Linked DNA regions of Mus musculus: region 1 is linked to region 2. Evidence: chromatin contacts called from public HiChIP or PLAC-seq data. All regions are on one chromosome and are shown on one strand. Each heading gives the region's core, a stretch centred on a gene start, on an enhancer-like site or on the middle of the called end of the contact. The rest is flanking DNA. Distances are from core to core; before and after follow the strand shown. Region 1 has its middle 14 kb from the start of Gm34991. Region 2 overlaps Atxn1 (ataxin 1).

Region 1 (2,793 bases), core at 30-2,529, 390 kb before region 2:
TGGAAGCATGTGGCTGACATCAGGTGTGATTCCTCTATTTGTTTCCAGCTTATTTTCTAAGACAGGACTTATCGGTACCGGGAGCTTATCTGTTCAGCTAGACTGGCTGGCCAGGCAACCCGAGGGACCTTCCTGTCTTAACCTTCCAGCACTGGGCTTATGGCCATATCTCCACACCTGGCATTTAAAGTGGGCACTGGGGATCCAATGTGGGCCTTCATGCTTTTGTGGCAAGGGATGTTGCCCACTGAGCCACCTCCCCAGCCCTGCACTGGACACTTTAAAAAACTTCACCAGGCAAAGCTGACAAGAGAGAGTAGAGAACCAGGAGCTGGCTGTTGGCTTTGGGGTGAGTTATGTAACAGTTCTAAGCTTCTTTCCTTATCTTTAAGACAGTGGAGAACAAATCTTCCATCCCAGGAGCTGTTATGAGTTTTAAATTAAAAAAGAAAAAAAATCAATAGAAAACTGCACAGTAGTTCACATCATACCTACTAGGCATTCTGTGAAGGTGTATTTTCTCCCTTCTCCTCTTTGTTTCTCCCACTGCCCTGAAAGCAATGTGTTGAGCTAACTATATATGATGGATGGTCGAAGGTTGAGATAGGCTTGAGATAGACTCTGTGCTTTCCACACCACTCCTGGGTGCATCAAGTTGGCTACAGTTACTGCTGCAGGGATCTGGCCCCTTTCTGGCCTGGGACCACCCCTCTCCAGCCTAGGACTGCCCCAGGGACTGGGCTCACAATTTTAGAGGGAGCTAGTTGTGGTTTCCTAAAAAGAAAATAATAATAATAATAGTAGTAGTAGTAGTAGTCGTCGTCTTTGTCGTCGTCTTGAAAGGTGATTAGTTTGTACCAGAAGAGAGGCTGTACGAGGCTGGGGACAGAGAACAAATGACACTTTCAGGGGACACTTGTAGGTAGGTCGTGCTTTGCAAGTATTTCACTTGTGTCTTTGCATCTCCGTAATCAAGAAAATGGAGTTTCCTTTTCTGACCCACTTCGGCATGAATAAGAGTAGCCTGAGTTTTATGTCTGAGAGCAGGTAGGAGGTATATCATTTGTTTTATATGTATCTTCTTCCTTTTATTATTTAGGGCATATTTTGCATGCATCTAGGTATTTTTTAATTGCATTCTTCAGGGTGAGGGCAGGAAACCAGCTGCTTCACTAGAAAAAAAACCCTCATTAATGAAATGGGCTCTCTGAACACATAGAGCAAAGAGCTGAATAAAGATGACGTCAGCTTCCTTAGAGTGCATTTTCATTCAAGGTTATCATCCAAGTCCTGCTGGAGGCTTGTGCAGAGCAATTGATCTCCTGACCAGCTGTGTATTCCTCTAGACCAGATCTGCTACAACCTGTCACTTAGGGAGTCCCTCCCATCAGCTGCCTTGTTCTGTATCCTTTTCTCTCCAGTGCAGGGATGAAGCTGTCCTCTGGCTCTGAAGGTCCTTCCTGACACCCCCACCCCTGATTTCTCTGCCTAATGTGACTTTCAATGACCTACTTTACAAACGGTTTGAACTTGGCCAGAAGCCAAGACATTGAGGGTGCTTTGGTGGCTGCAGGCAGGGCTGCTGGTAGAAGACAGCAGTTCTCTCAGTGGGGTCCCTGCAGAACTGTGTGCATGGTTTTATCTGGATGGTGGTTACATTGTTTTTCTTTCTTTCTCTCTCTCACCCCTACCCTTCAGGGCCTTGCCTGTTTCAATTCATCTTTCCCTTCCTAGAGTCCAGGCTATTGATTGGCTGGAGCTGGCCCTTAAGTCAGAGAAAGGCAGCCAATCAGAGCAGGTCTTTGCCCTGTCTCCCTGTGGAAACCTCTGAAGTAGTGATGAAAGTGAAGGAGAGGCTGCAGGCTGAGCTCCCAGGGGCAGTCCTAGAGAGTGCTCTTTCCAGGGCAAAGTGGGGAGGACTCAGAGCCAAATTCCAGATCAGCCTTCCGTGGCCAAGCTTGTCCCTGGCTCCCACGCACAGCTTTAGCAAAGCCTGGCTCCTGCTCAGCTTACTACATCTTGCTTTTAAAACCCGCATGGCTGCAGGGGGAGCGAGGAAAGGAAGGAGTGAGGAAGAGGGCAGAAATACTGGAAATGATGTGTGACCTTGACACTGTAGGACGTGATGAGCCCCCACCCCCAGCCCCACCCCCGAGAACCCTTTTCTCCCTAGCTTCAGGGCTGCCCACCTTAAAAGGAAGCTGGCTTTGGATCAAGGGAAATTATCTGAACTTGTAAATCGGCTTTTAAGTGAGTCTTCCCTGGAGCAGCTGCTCTGAATTTAGAATAGGTACAGTTCTCAGCATCCGCCATCTGATATGACTCTTCCTAGGGTGAAGTATTTGTCTGTACGAGCTTGAGGGGAAGACAAGACGGCCTGCCGGGTTTCCCCTTAGGACATGTGTAGTATGATAGTCCCTGCCTTCTCGATCCACTAGGCCTGGGATGAGGGTAGCTAAGTGGTAGAGTGTATGCCTTAGCACATGCAAAGCCGTCAGCTCAACCCCCAGCCCTGTAACAATAATAGTAACAGCAGTAGTAGTTTGGCCTGCTATCAAATATGAAGGAAAAGGGCAATTATAGTTTAACTCATATTTGAGTCTAAAATGGAACATTCAAGATTTGTCTGAAAGACTCATTTGAAAAACAGACAGGGAACATCTGACTTACTGCCCAGAGAACATCCAGTCGTCGTTCACTTGATCTTTGAGATTTTAATGACATCTTCTTCCTCAGTCTCCCCACTCCCCACCCTTGCTTCCTTTCTGTTGACAGGGAATCTGGTGAAGCCCA
Region 2 (2,700 bases), core at 98-2,597:
TCTCACAATGGTGTCTTGGGGTCAAGACCAACCATTCAACACGTGAGTCTTTGGGATCATTTGGAAGGCTTCCTGTCTGGTATAGTTCTCAATACTCTATTGTTGGCGCGTGTGTGTGTGTGTGTGTGTGTGTGTGTGTAAGAGAGAGAGACAGACAGAGACAGACAGACAGACAGACAGACAGACAGAAGAAAGAGCTTTTATTCAACTCTGCCATCCTTGAACAATCTCCTCACAGTAGACAGTGAAGGCATGAGTGGGAGCAGTTAGTGAAATTGCTCATGGAGTTGGGACAGGTCCCAGAGGTCTGAGTGAGTTCTAAGCTAGGCAGAAGGTCTAGGTCCATGTGCTTCAGTGAAAGAACAGTTAGGTAGTTTATACTAATATATTCCTAGCTTCCCATCATGTGGGGAAAAGCAGCTTAGTCTATAAGAGAAAGTCTCCTCTTCCCTCCCTCTCTCCTTCCCCCTACCTCCTTCCTCCCCCTCTCTTTCCCTTCGTCTCTCAAACATACAAGATGGAAGAGTGGGAACTATGCTAGACAGGAAGCTAAAGACAGGTGAGGAAGGAGACCTGGCAATGGATACTGAAGGCAGCAACGAAAACACCACCATAGTCCAGAGAGAAGATCTCTCATTGGGCAGTGAAGCAAGCCTGTGGTCGTGGGTCAAGGCACTCAAGAGTCTAGACGCGGGTGGCTACTAAGGGAAGGCCTAGCAGCTCCTACCAGGCAGACATCGCATATGTATGTACTTTACGTCACCTTGAACAAACCTTGTCGTTCTCATCTGTAAAGAGTTAGCTGATTAATCTGTATGCATACCTTGCAGCAAGGAAATCTATCTTTGGCAAATGAACAGGAAAAGGCTGTGCCGCGGTAGTAGAGCCGGTATGGGGAGGTTCCAGGTGAGTGTTCAGAGTCTTCAGCACCGAGTCTGTGTTTGCCTGTCACTGCAAGTGACACCGGCTTAGGGAAGGAGCAGCTTGCAGAGTTTGCTGCAGCAGTATGAACCCGTGAGCTTCATGGCGGGTCTTACTTATTGACAACACAGCTAACAATACACATGTTGGTCATCATGTTCAGTTAATGGTTCCCATTGACCCTCTTCTTGGTCCCTTTTGTTTGTCATCTCTCTGAATGGAAAATGGACAGAAAGTGCATGACACACTTGCTCTCGTTATCTAGGGTGTCTTTCCTGTTGTGAAAGGATTTCAGATGAGCTCAGCCGCCCAGACTCCTTCTGCCCCTCCCCCACCCCCATTCACAAAGGAGTCTCACCAGCCTAATCGAGACAAGAAAATTAAGGGCTCTCACAGTAGAAGAAAGTCAAGTGAGGTTGGGAAGGGAGTCTATATAAATGCAGCACACAACGCCTGTCATTTACAGCTAGCTCCTCCATCAGTCACTGCGAGAGCTGCGTTATGTGGGAGCTGCCCGTACATTTACTAAGGGATGCTGTTGTCTTGGTCATGTAGATAGGAAAGGAGAAGGATGTGTGGCAGTTTGGTAAACGAACTTAGCATTGCTAAGGTGTCAGAGTAGGGTAGAAAAAAAATCTCTCGTTCTAGCTGAGACCATTCATGAGGGTGAGCTGGGTCCAGTCAGACACCCAGAGTTCGCTGGAACACACAGCATCATTTCATTTGCATTTGCAACAATCTCTAAGAAGGAGAGGCAGATGTCGGATGCAGATGATCTTGGGCTTGACGTCTTAACCCATGGGCCTGGAGGGATGAACAGCACAACAGGTACAAGCACCTGCAGTTCTTCCAAAAGTCCTAAGCTTGGTTCCTAGCACCCTTGATAGGAAGCTCACAGCCACCTGTCACTCCGGTTCTAGGAGTATAGATGGCCCTTTTACACCTCTGTGGGTATCCACACTCATCTTCCAGACACACAGGCACACACACATACAAAATTTTTAACACAGAAGATGTAACTCTTACATACTGACCTAAAATGTTAAAATGAGCTACTGACGATCATGAGGCAGTCTGCTAGCTAAACTATAATTCGAACCAACAACCACCCTAGGCCTCAGCTCTTCTGATTGCCATCACATCCTGCTGCCTCTTTGGTATGGTTATAAAAGGTTGAGAAAAAAAAAATCACTTGTGCAATTCTTAACTATGATAACATGCAGTTCCCTTCAATGATATTTATGTCAGCCACACTTAAGATCTTGAATTTAAATAGCAATTTGCAAAGCACATTCCGCCATGGCCTTCTCGGATCTATATGGAAGTGGTGTATGGACATCAGTGGCCCTTGTTCAGAGGGACCATTGCTTCTCAGTTGTTTGCAGGTGTGTGTATGTGTGTGTGTGCGCGCGCATGCCCACACGCACACACAAGTATATAGAGGGCAACCTTGTTATCATCCTTTTGTTTGAGATAGAATTACTCCTTAGACTGAAACTTTGCCTGATGAGCCAGGCTAGCTAACCAGGAAACTCCAGGGATTCTCCTGGCTCCTCCACCTATCCTGCCACGGATGGAATTAAAGATGCATGTTACCATGATTACCATGTTACCATGATTACCATTTTACTGGGTTTTGGATATCCAAACTCAGGCCCTCATGTTTGTAAGTCAAGGCTCTGTACTGACTGAGCTAAGTCCTTAGTCCTTCATGTATTTTTAGGTGAAGAAATACTCTCGACACTGTTCGGTATTTTGGGAGCAGAGATCCTGGCAGGA

Evidence for each region. HiChIP or PLAC-seq counts read pairs in DNA pulled down with a chosen protein or histone mark.
Region 1: an H3K4me3 HiChIP or PLAC-seq map of embryonic basal ganglia shows a contact between it and region 2, with 4 times the contacts expected there. The contact joins two enhancer-like sites. A contact is called at or near these places in 1 of 15 datasets of contacts at CTCF or cohesin (the NIH/3T3 cell line), 1 of 484 Hi-C or Micro-C datasets (bone marrow-derived macrophages) and 2 of 115 datasets of contacts at active chromatin or transcription factors (embryonic basal ganglia and extraembryonic endoderm stem cells).

The regions. Positions count from the first base shown.
Region 1 is chr13:46,005,432-46,008,224 of GRCm38.p6, reverse strand. No RefSeq gene overlaps it. Among named protein-coding and RNA genes, the nearest start is that of Gm34991, 14 kb to the left of the region's middle. Within about 2 kb of position 1,279, at least 114 of the 459 cell types and tissues checked have an H3K27ac peak or open chromatin away from gene starts, as enhancers often do. A contact at or near this core is called in embryonic basal ganglia, where this site is marked.
Region 2 is chr13:45,619,073-45,621,772 of GRCm38.p6, reverse strand. All of the region lies in intron 6 of Atxn1 (ataxin 1), which reads left to right. Among named protein-coding and RNA genes, the nearest start is that of Gm34582, 95 kb to the right of the region's middle. Within about 2 kb of position 1,347, at least 10 of the 459 cell types and tissues checked have an H3K27ac peak or open chromatin away from gene starts, as enhancers often do. A contact at or near this core is called in embryonic basal ganglia, where this site is marked.